Regions from separate parts of the Mus musculus genome. Here region 2 is linked to region 1. Evidence: chromatin contacts called from public HiChIP or PLAC-seq data. All regions are on one chromosome and are shown on one strand. The core of a region is the stretch at or near the end of the contact, and the rest is flanking DNA. Distances in the headings are between cores, read along the strand shown. Region 1 holds the start of Fanci (Fanconi anemia, complementation group I). Region 2 holds the start of Wdr73 (WD repeat domain 73).

What was found. HiChIP or PLAC-seq counts read pairs in DNA pulled down with a chosen protein or histone mark.
Region 2: an HNF4G HiChIP or PLAC-seq map of pancreatic cancer cells shows a contact between it and region 1. The contact joins the promoter of Wdr73 here to the promoter of Fanci in region 1. A contact is called at or near these places in 1 of 39 promoter capture datasets (pre-B cells) and 2 of 115 datasets of contacts at active chromatin or transcription factors (embryonic stem cells and pancreatic cancer cells).

Annotation. Positions count from the first base shown.
Region 1 is chr7:79,388,845-79,393,620 of GRCm38.p6, reverse strand. It overlaps Fanci (Fanconi anemia, complementation group I), which reads right to left and starts at 1,283. Exons shown (of 38, transcript NM_145946.2): 1 at 1,230-1,283. It also overlaps a transcript of Rlbp1 not described here.
Region 2 is chr7:80,898,040-80,902,915 of GRCm38.p6, reverse strand. It overlaps Wdr73 (WD repeat domain 73), which reads left to right and starts at 1,647. Exons shown (of 8, transcript NM_028026.2): 1 at 1,647-1,731; 2 at 2,205-2,272; 3 at 2,480-2,568; 4 at 4,325-4,413. The coding sequence starts at 1,691. Nmb (neuromedin B) reads left to right here. Exons shown (of 3, transcript NM_026523.4): 3 at 413-689. The coding sequence ends at 448.

The DNA.
Region 1 (4,776 bases), core at 34-2,533:
TCTTCTAAGAACAATAAATTGTTTTCTGTCCTTCAAATCCCCAACACCCTTATAAACGATTTCTCATCTGAAACAAAGATACCCATCCTTGCTCTCAATTTCTACAAAGTCTTCAGACCTCGGCTCAACTCACTCTCTCTCAGATGCTCCGGTGTTACCTCCTCTACAAACACCAGTGAAATTCCTTCCACAATGTCACTAACTTTTTAAACAATTTTATTTGATGTATGAGTGCTCTGCTGCATATACATCCCCCTGCCTGAAGAGGGCATCAGATCCTCCTATAGATGGTTGTGAGCCACCAGGTGGTTGTCGGGAATTGAACTCAGGACCTCTGGAAGAACAGTCAATGCTCTTAACTGCTGGGACATCTCACCAGCCCCCCTCCCTCCCCCGGCAAGTTCTAATATTACATTTTAAATTAATGGCTAGGTCCCCCACTGGTCTACAGTTCCATGAGTATTTCCAGTTTGGTTTATCGTTATCTTGAGCACAGTAACAAGCTTATATTAAGGACATAAGAAATATCTGATGTGGGCCAGAGGGCGTAACTCTGCCGGTAGAACTGCCTAGCAGGCCTGCCGCCCTGGGCTGGATGACGTCATAACCCTAGACTTGTATACACCTAGCATGTTGATGCTCTCCTGTAATCCCAGCACTCAGGTGGAAACATGACCAGGCACACTCTGTAGCCAATATAAGACACTGACTCAAAAACAAAACTAAAAGGAAACAGAAACTATAAAATAAGGCAGCTAATGTAGATTTTACTACCTTAACTTCTATATACGGTGCCGAAAATATACTAAGTGCTTATAGTGGTGGCTGGGTGATTGCTTTGTATATTAAAATAAACGCTATGTAAATGGAGAAATTAAATAAAACATCTGGTGGGGTCGTTAGCTTTTGGAGCTCCGTTCTGCTCGACAGTGCACGTCTTGAGTATCCTGCCTATCCTATGCGAAGTCAATGGCCTCTCTTCCCACTGGCACTGGGCTCCACGCGCGAAACCCGGCTGCGGGACCCTCCAGAAGCAGGCGCTGACACTGCAGGGCAGGGCCAATAGGGAGGGCAGAACGGAGCGAGCCTCGCAAAAACCCGCCAAAGCTGATGTCCCCGACCCCTGCGCAGAAACCAGGCACGGCGGGACGCCACGTCGCAAGGGGACCCTGCCTGTCCTCACCGTCCCACTTCCTCCCTCCTTGTAAGCACAGACCCTGAACAGTCACCTCAACCTCAGCTCGGGATCCTTCCAAAATTCCCGCTCTACTCCACGCAGCCGCACTTCCGTTGCCCAGAGCAACAGGTCCCGCCCCCGAGGTGCACTTCCGACTTCCTAACTCTGTAGGGCGTACCATTTTAGATGACAAAGTGGGGGAATCTTTGCGGAGATGATGGCCCAAATTCGCGGGAGAGGGAGGTGCAACCGGCTCACACGCTTTGGGGGGAACCTCAGAGTAGCATGCGCGTTATGGTATGGCCGGGTTAAGCTTTCTTAGAGCTCTGTAGTTGAAGTCAGTGCAGAAGAGATTGAACCAATTGATGGAGGGTCAGGTCTTTTGCATCGGAAGCACCTCGCGCGCGCCCGCATGAGTGAGTGAGTGAGTGAGTGAGTGAGTGAGTGAGTGAGTGAGTGAGTGAGTGAGTGAGTGAGTGAGTGAGAGTGAGTGTGAGTGTGAGTGTGTGTGTCCGTCCGTCCCAGAAGCAGTGAATGTTCAATACATTCGTAAATAACCACCTGAGTGCACCGTCAAGATCAATGAAGCAGTGGACCGAAATTCTACTTTAGATTGAGGGTGCAGCTTGTGCACAGTGCCCAGAATCAACAAGCTCCTGGCTAGCTAAGCATGTGAAGGTGCTTAGGATGGTAGAGGAGAAGCAGAGGCATTACTATTTAGTGAAGCAAAGGATTCCTCTCGGGAATCACTCTTCTACATTTAGGTCTCCACACTGAAATATGAGAAGTTGTTAAAAACCAGCAGCTGAGGGTGAGGGCGATCCCTGAGGGGAATCCTTTACTTCACTAAAGAAACAGATGGCTTCATCCCATCTTCCCACAAAACCTTCCTTCCAAACTCCTTCTAGTTCCAAACTCCTTCTAGGACTGCACCATTCAGCTGTAAATCTGTTAACAATCTATACAGATTAAATAAGCATTCCATGTGTGCATCTAATAACACTTATTAAATTGTTTGTATGAATGTCTACCCCGATACATGAATAACATAGTACCTGTTTTTAATTTATTTTATTTATTAATTTTTGGTTTTTGTTTTGTTTTGAGACAGGGTTTCTCTGTATATCCCTAGCTGTCCTGGAATTCAATTTGTAGATCAGACTGGCCTCGAACTCAGAAATCCACCTGCCACTGCCTCCCAATGGTGGGTTTAAAGGCATGTGCCACCATTGCCTGGCTACCTGTTTTTTTATTAACATTAACTTTTTTTTGTTGTTGTTGTTTTTTTTTTTTTTTGGTTTTTTGAGACAGGGTTTCTCTGTATAGCTCTGGTTGTCCTGGAACTCACTTTGTAGACCAGGCTGGCCTCGAACTCAGAAATCCGCCTGCCTCTGCCTCCCGAGTGCTGGGATTAAAGGCGTGCGCCACCACGCCCGGCAACATTAACTTTTTGCTTATGTTTTCTTAGTCAGGATCCCACTTAGCCCAGGCTGGGTTTTAACTTGCGACATAACTGTGATTGGCCTTGATGTGTTTTGTAAAGTCAACAATATGTTTTAAAGAGCGAGGTACGGTGCAGTGGGTTAGGGTACCTCAGTGGGCCCACGCTAAGGCATCCTTCCCTGCAAGGTACCAGCCATAGGTCTAGTATAGCATAGAGTTTATTCTGTTGAAGGGGGGTTGAGAAGGGAGTAGAGACAGAGAAAGAGCGAGGGGAGAGATAGAATGAGAGAAAGATATGGAGCTGGAACAAAGAGACAAAGAGAAGACGCTGGCCAGGAACATGGAGTGGGGCAGGAGAGGGAGAAAGGAGTCAGAGAGAGAAAAGGGGGTCAGAGAGAGAAAGTCAGAAAGTGAAGAGAGACCAAACAGTCCCTTTTATAGCAACCCCAGTTTACCTGGCAGTTGCTAGGTAACTGCTGGGCGGGGCCTAGAAGTAATGCTAAGGTGTTAACAGGCCTGGAACTCCTAATCCTCCTGCTTCTACTTCCCAAGTGCCTGGGATTGCGAATATGCTCCAACACGTGGCTGGCCAGCATTAACAGTGTTAGTAAGATAAAGGATAGATTTGGATTAGCATCAGCTTTTCCACTCAGGGGCAGACCTCCTTAACTAAGCAGCTAATCTTTCCCCATTCAGTTCACCAGCTAGACTCCCTATGTGAGCCACTAGGTAGGTACTTAAGGGGCGCTCATTTGTAATCCCAGTGCCAGGGAGACAGAGGTAGGCAGATTTGGGGGCTCACTGGCCAGCTAGCATAGCTGACTTGGTGAGTTCCAGACCAATGAGAGACCTTGTCTCAAAAAAGAAAAGAAAAAAAAAAAAAAAAAAAGAAAGAAAGGGAAGGGAAGGGAAGGGAAGGGAAGGGAAGGGAAGGGAAGGGAAGGGAAGGGAAGGAAAGGAAAGGAAAGGAAAGGAAAGGAAAGGAAAGGAAAGGAAAGGAAAGGAAAGGAAAGGAAAGGAAAGGAAAAAGGGGCTGGAGAGATGGCTCAGAGGTTAAGAGTACTGACTGCTCTTCCAGAGGTCCTGAGTTCAAATCCCAGCAAGCACATGGTGGCTCACAACCATCTGTAATGAGATCTGATGCCCTCTTCTGGTGTGTCTGAAGACAGCTACAGTGTACTAACATATAATAAATAAATAAATCTTTAATTAAAAAAAAAAAAAAGAAAAGAAAAGAAAGAAAGTGGATAGAACCCAAGACATGGCACTGACAGTTGTCCTCTGACCTGAACTTCACATGCATACATAGCTGCTAATACAAACATGAGTGTTCATGTACACACATTTAAAAAAATAACAGCCAGGCAGTGGTGGCACACACCTTTAATCCCAGCACCTGGGAGGCAGAGGCAGGTGGATTTCTGGGTTCAAGGCCATCCTGGTCTACATAGTGAGTTCCAGGACAGTCAGGGCTGTATAGAGAAACCCTGTCTCAAAAAACAACAACAAACAAAAACCCAGATGTAGCTGCCTCTACTTGCTTCCTAAACTTGGGTCTGATACCTCTGCACCAGAACAGCTCTGACCTTGAGTTTCTAAAACTTACTGAATACCTTTCTGAATGGTACAGCCTCTTTAACTCTTTCATACCCATTGTGATATATATGTGTATGTACATGTATATATATGTGTGTGTGTATAGATATATGTGTGTATAGACATATGTGTGAACATATATATATGTACACACACACACACGTGTGTGTGTGTGATCTAGGAGTTAATATTAGCAAATAAGATTGGAATGAGATTCTGATGATTGTCTATAGCCAGCTTTTCAAGCAAAATTAACATTACTTGGGAAATCGCAGTCAAGAAAGCTATGAATTTATTTTTATTTAATAAATTGAGACACGAATATGCCCATCCATTTCAGCTCATGATGGAAACAAAATTGAAAGGCTTTTTACACTAATATGCTGACCGTGCAAATGCAAGCCCCCTCCCCGCATCTCCTCAGTCAGCTGGGGCCAGGGAGGCCAAGGAGCCGAAGGGTGTGTGCCAGTGCAGCAGCAGAGGTTTGTGGGCCACTGAGGACAGTGCCCCCATTGTTCTGGCCAGAGGAGCTAGAGGTGAACAGGACTCTGGGGAGAGGA
Region 2 (4,876 bases), core at 398-2,897, 1.5 Mb before region 1:
AGAGAGAGAGAGAGAGAGAGAGAGAGAGAGAGAGAGAGCGCATCACCTCTAGGGACATTATTTGGAAGACCTGAAATACCACGACCAACCAGAGAATCTCATAGAAAGCAATACTGCCATGGCCAGTGGCAGGGAGTGAGGTCTGCAGCAGAGCATGGGGGGTAGGGCATGTTGCTGACACTTCTCCAATGCCTTGGGCTTGGTTTCTGTGATGTCCTTTAGTTGTCATGACTACCCTGTGAAGTTGGGGCTATATTCTGGGAAAACCAATCCCCCTGACTCCTCAGGTCTTCCAGGGAGAAAGGTTCTCACTGAGAGGCTCAGCTGAGAGCCTGCAGCTGCCCTCCTGGGTACACTCAGCATTTCCCTGATTTGTGGACTCCAGAGTCAAGTCTTCCCTTCTTGCCTTCAGTACAGGAGGCTGCTGGAGCCACTACTGCAGAAGTGATGCCAATAATGGAACAAACCGGATGCTGGGCTTAGAATGTGTCCATCCAGGGAAGCTGACAATGGAACCCTAGCAGTGGCCTCCTCTGGATGTAAATCCTAAGCTCAAATGTGTTAATCTGTTACTGTGATTTCTGGTTGGGTCACCAGGAATGTTAATGATGCAGACACAAAGTCTTTCCTGCTGTATTTCTTGCTTCCCTGGTGAAGTGGTGAATAAAAATACTGCTCTTTACACAGAATGTCTGGGCCTCTCCTTCCACCCACATTTGAGGAAAGAGGGAAGGGTTCTGGAGGGTGGCATGTTCAGAGAGCTAGGGTGGTCTTAGAAAAGCCCCATCACCCCCCACCATGGCACCAGCCAGCCAGCTCTCAGCAGTCAGGTGTTGTGTTGGCTGCACTGATCCAGCCACGAGTGAGTTCTGCTACCAAAAGCTTCTTCCCCTGCAGTGGGGGGCTACCTACACTATGCTGCACTCGCCCCACCTTTGATCCCCATGGCAAACTTTAGTGCACTACCTGGTGCATACGGGAGAGAGCCACACTAGAATCCAGCCCTGCTGTGTTCTTTTTCTTCTCCGAATGTAGGGTCCTCCATACATGTTGCCAAAGTTATCGAATAAAAATTAAGTTGGAATGTCAGATACTTTGTTGATCGTGTCCTGTGTAACAGTAGACTGGCCTCGAACTCTCTATGCAGCAGATGATGACCTAAAACTTCTGATCAGTCATGCGCCACCGCGCTGGGTTTTTTGTCTATTTTTACGGGGTACTGAAAAGCTAACTCCGTGCATGCCGGGCAAGCACTCTAGCAGCTGAGCTACATCCCCAGTTAAACAAGATTCCTTTCATTTTAAAAAATAAAAAAGTCCTTAAGTATCCTTTACGGACAATACACGCAAACTTAAATTAACTGTTCACTTGAAGTGCCAATTAAGTCTGTATTGTACCTGCTTTGGGACACTGACAGCTCTTTGGCTGCACATTCTTGATCCTAAATATACATTAGGGGTATATTTGATGTCTCCGATCCTGCTTGTAGCTGACATCGATGGATCTGGTTTTTTTGCGTCGTTTTCACCCGGACTCTGCACACAGAACAGAAGAAACATCAACAGGGCTTCGCGCAGCGCTGAGCGCTTCCGCCCCAGCCAGCGGAAGACCACGCCCTCTCCTCGCGAGAGCGCGCGCCTGCCCAGGAAGTCTGGCTGGCGGAAGTGGAGCGACGGAAGCCACAGTTGCTATGGAGCTCGCTGAGGACTGGCTCGTGGAGTCTTTGCGATTGTAAATTGGCCCGTGGGCGGGTCTGATGGGCAATGGGAGAGGGCGCGTGCGGTTGTGGGCTCGTGGGCAGTGCCCAGGCACGGACCGATGGAGGTCCTGACCCCCGGCCTCTAGCTCTGGGACTCTGGGTCCTTTGTAAGCAAGTAATGTGACCAGATCCGCGCATGTGAGGGCTGATAAGGCACACATGGCCGGTTACCCTGGGCCGGATTCTAGGTTAACTTGAACACAGGTTTCTCCTGATTGTTCACCTCAACTTGGGGAAATCAACTTTATGGGAGTTCCGCAGGTGAGGAACCAAGGCTTGGTTCCTTATGGCCAGCCCGGTCTCATACACCAGGGAGGAAAATGCAGAAGAAAAGATTCAGCCCCATGTTTACCTAACTCCAGAGCCTGGTTCCACCAGTCCTTCAGCGATCTCCCAGTTCTTGGTTAGCTGTGCGTCGCGTGATTTTTGTAACCCTATCCTGCAGGTACCAAGACTTCCATGCATTTGACCTCTCAGGAGCCACTCGAGTCCTTGAGTGGATTGGTGAAAAAGGTAATATATCTTGCCTGCTACTAAACGAGATGCGTTTCTGCCTCATGGGCTGAATTTTAAAGTCTGAGCCGCTAGGGAGACCCATTCAACTTCCATCCCCTGACACAAGGCTACTCAGAGAATGGGGAAGGTATTGGGAGAATTTATAAATCCAGCCACGATCCACGATATTTCTAACTCTTTGTCATAGTTACTGTTTTATTTCAGGAGTCTTTGTTGCTGGTTATGAAAGTTTGAAAAAAAATGAGATTCTTCATTTGATACTACCTCTCAGGCTCTCTGTACAGGAAAACCAGGTAACTTAAATAGAGAAGCTGATTATCTGTGTCAATTTATTATGCATTTCTGGAGTGCCTGTTACTCTGCCTGACAAGTACCTGGGGCTGCCACAGAAGGAGGGGGGGGGGGCGGGCGGCGGCGTGTGCAAACCTTTAATCCAGGCACTTGGGAGGCAGAGGCAGGTGAATCTCTGTGAGTTTGGGGCCAGCTTGGTCTACAGAACGAGTTCCAGGACATCCAAGGTTACACAGAGAAACCCTGTCTCAAAAAAAAAGAAAAACAAAACCAAAGTCTAGAACAAGGCCCCTGTGCATGGGGATGAATGCCAAGGACAAGCAGGTGGTCGCAGGAGAGCTGCTACAGGCAAAGAGCAGTCTTACTTTATCAGAAATAGACGTGGGCTGGAGAGATGGTTCGGGGGCTCAGAGCACTCTGCGCTTCCAGAGGATCTGCGTTTGACTCCTGGCACCCACATTGCAGTTCACAACTTGCTGTAACTCCTTTCCAGGGCATCCAGCATTTGCAGGCAGGCAAAACATCCGCATACATAAAATAAATTTTAAAAATGTAGAGCCTTGAGAAGTAGTCAGTGGTGCAGTGCTCACAGAGCATCTTAGTCCCTCACAGACAAGAGATGAGGGAGCCATGTGGATGAGTAAGGTCGCCTGGGATGAGGGAGCAGGATCTGAGGCGGCAGGGCAGAGCCTTGGGGAGCACATTTAAATGATGCGGAGAAAGAATAGTCTTTGAAATAGGGGGAGAGAATGTGTGAGTGTAGCTAGTGGCTGCTCCTAGCCAGCCAGGGTTACACAGAACTTGTCTCAAAAAAAATAAAAAAAAAAAAAAGAAGAAAGAGAGAGAGAGGAAGGAAGACAGACAGACAGATGTGCCAGGCAGTGGTGGCGCACGCCTTTAATCCCAGCACTTGGGAGGCAGAGGCAGGCGGATTTCTGAGTTCGAGGCCAGCCTGGTCTAGAGAGTGAGTTCCAGGATAGCCAAGGCTACAGAGAAACCCTGTCTCAAAAAACCAAAAAAAAGAAAGAAAAAAAAAAGAAAGAAAACAGATGTTCTTAATAGAGTGAACACTTGTTACATGGTTGTTTTGTCTTTATTGCTAGAAAGACCCACCTTGCTTGTAGTGGGAGGGTGAGTGGGTTGGTGGTAGTAATCTTTGCATTCTTGGGTTAAGCTGTTTGTCTTCTGTGTCTTCCTCTAGGAAGGTGTAAACTGTTTTTGCCCCATAATCCAAGGGCTAGGACAGACTAGAAAAAGGCTTGGGGATAGGCAGGAGGGAAAAAAGAAGCTGACCACGTACGTAGATATTTACACGAGTAGATGAGCCCTGCCGAGGTCCAGCCGAGTGACTTTGATGCCTCCTTCCCTAGTGCTCATCTGGAAAGCAGGTGCTGAGCAGGGCGTGGTGGTGCATGCACACCCTTAATCCCAACGCCTTTTTTTAAAAAAGATTTATTTATTTATTATATGTAAGTACACTGTAGCTGTCTTCAGACACTCCAGAAGAAGAGGCCATCAGATCTCATTACCGTCGGTTGTGAGTCGCCATATGGGTGCTGGAATTTGAACTCAGGACCTTCAGAAGAGCAGTCAGTGCTCTTAACCGCTGAGCCATCTCTCCACCCCCAATCTCAGCACTCTATTTTGAGGCCGACCTGGTCTACAGAGCAAGTTCCAGGACAGCCAGGGCTATACAGAGACCCTGCCTAGATAAGCCAAAAATGAAAAGTCTGATTGCCCCACCCCTCCGATTTTTAGGGTTTACACCCAGAGAGGGACTTCAAAGTACGCCATGGAGGATTTTCAGACAGATCTGTCTTTGACCTAAAGCATGTGCCAGATACCAGGTATGGCCAGTCTGTGTCCCAGACTTTCATTCTCTGGGGATGACAGGAAATGCTCTGCAGCATCTGTCTTTATCAGCATGCCCACTTCTCAGGATACAGACATAGGTGGGTGTACCTGGGGCATCTGAAGAAATTGTTAGCTTAGCAGACATTTTGACTAGTAGAGCCTACAAGTCCGTGCAGTTGCTCCAGGGGCCAAATGCAGACTGGAAAAGCCCTCTGAAGCTTGTCTGAAAGCTGACAGACGCCACAGAAGTTCAGGTTTTAGTCGGGGTTCTGTGTTCAGGCTTCCTACTTGTGACCTTTCTAGGTGACCATCATGACCTGTGGCAGCCTGGGCTAAGTCTGTGGCTTTCTTGAGTTGTGATCCTGTCCCTAAAGCAGGATGAGCCTGCTCATGTGTTGGACGAGGGCAGCTGGTCCCAGGGCTCCCAAGTGGGCTAGAGAGGAAAGGCTGCTGTAG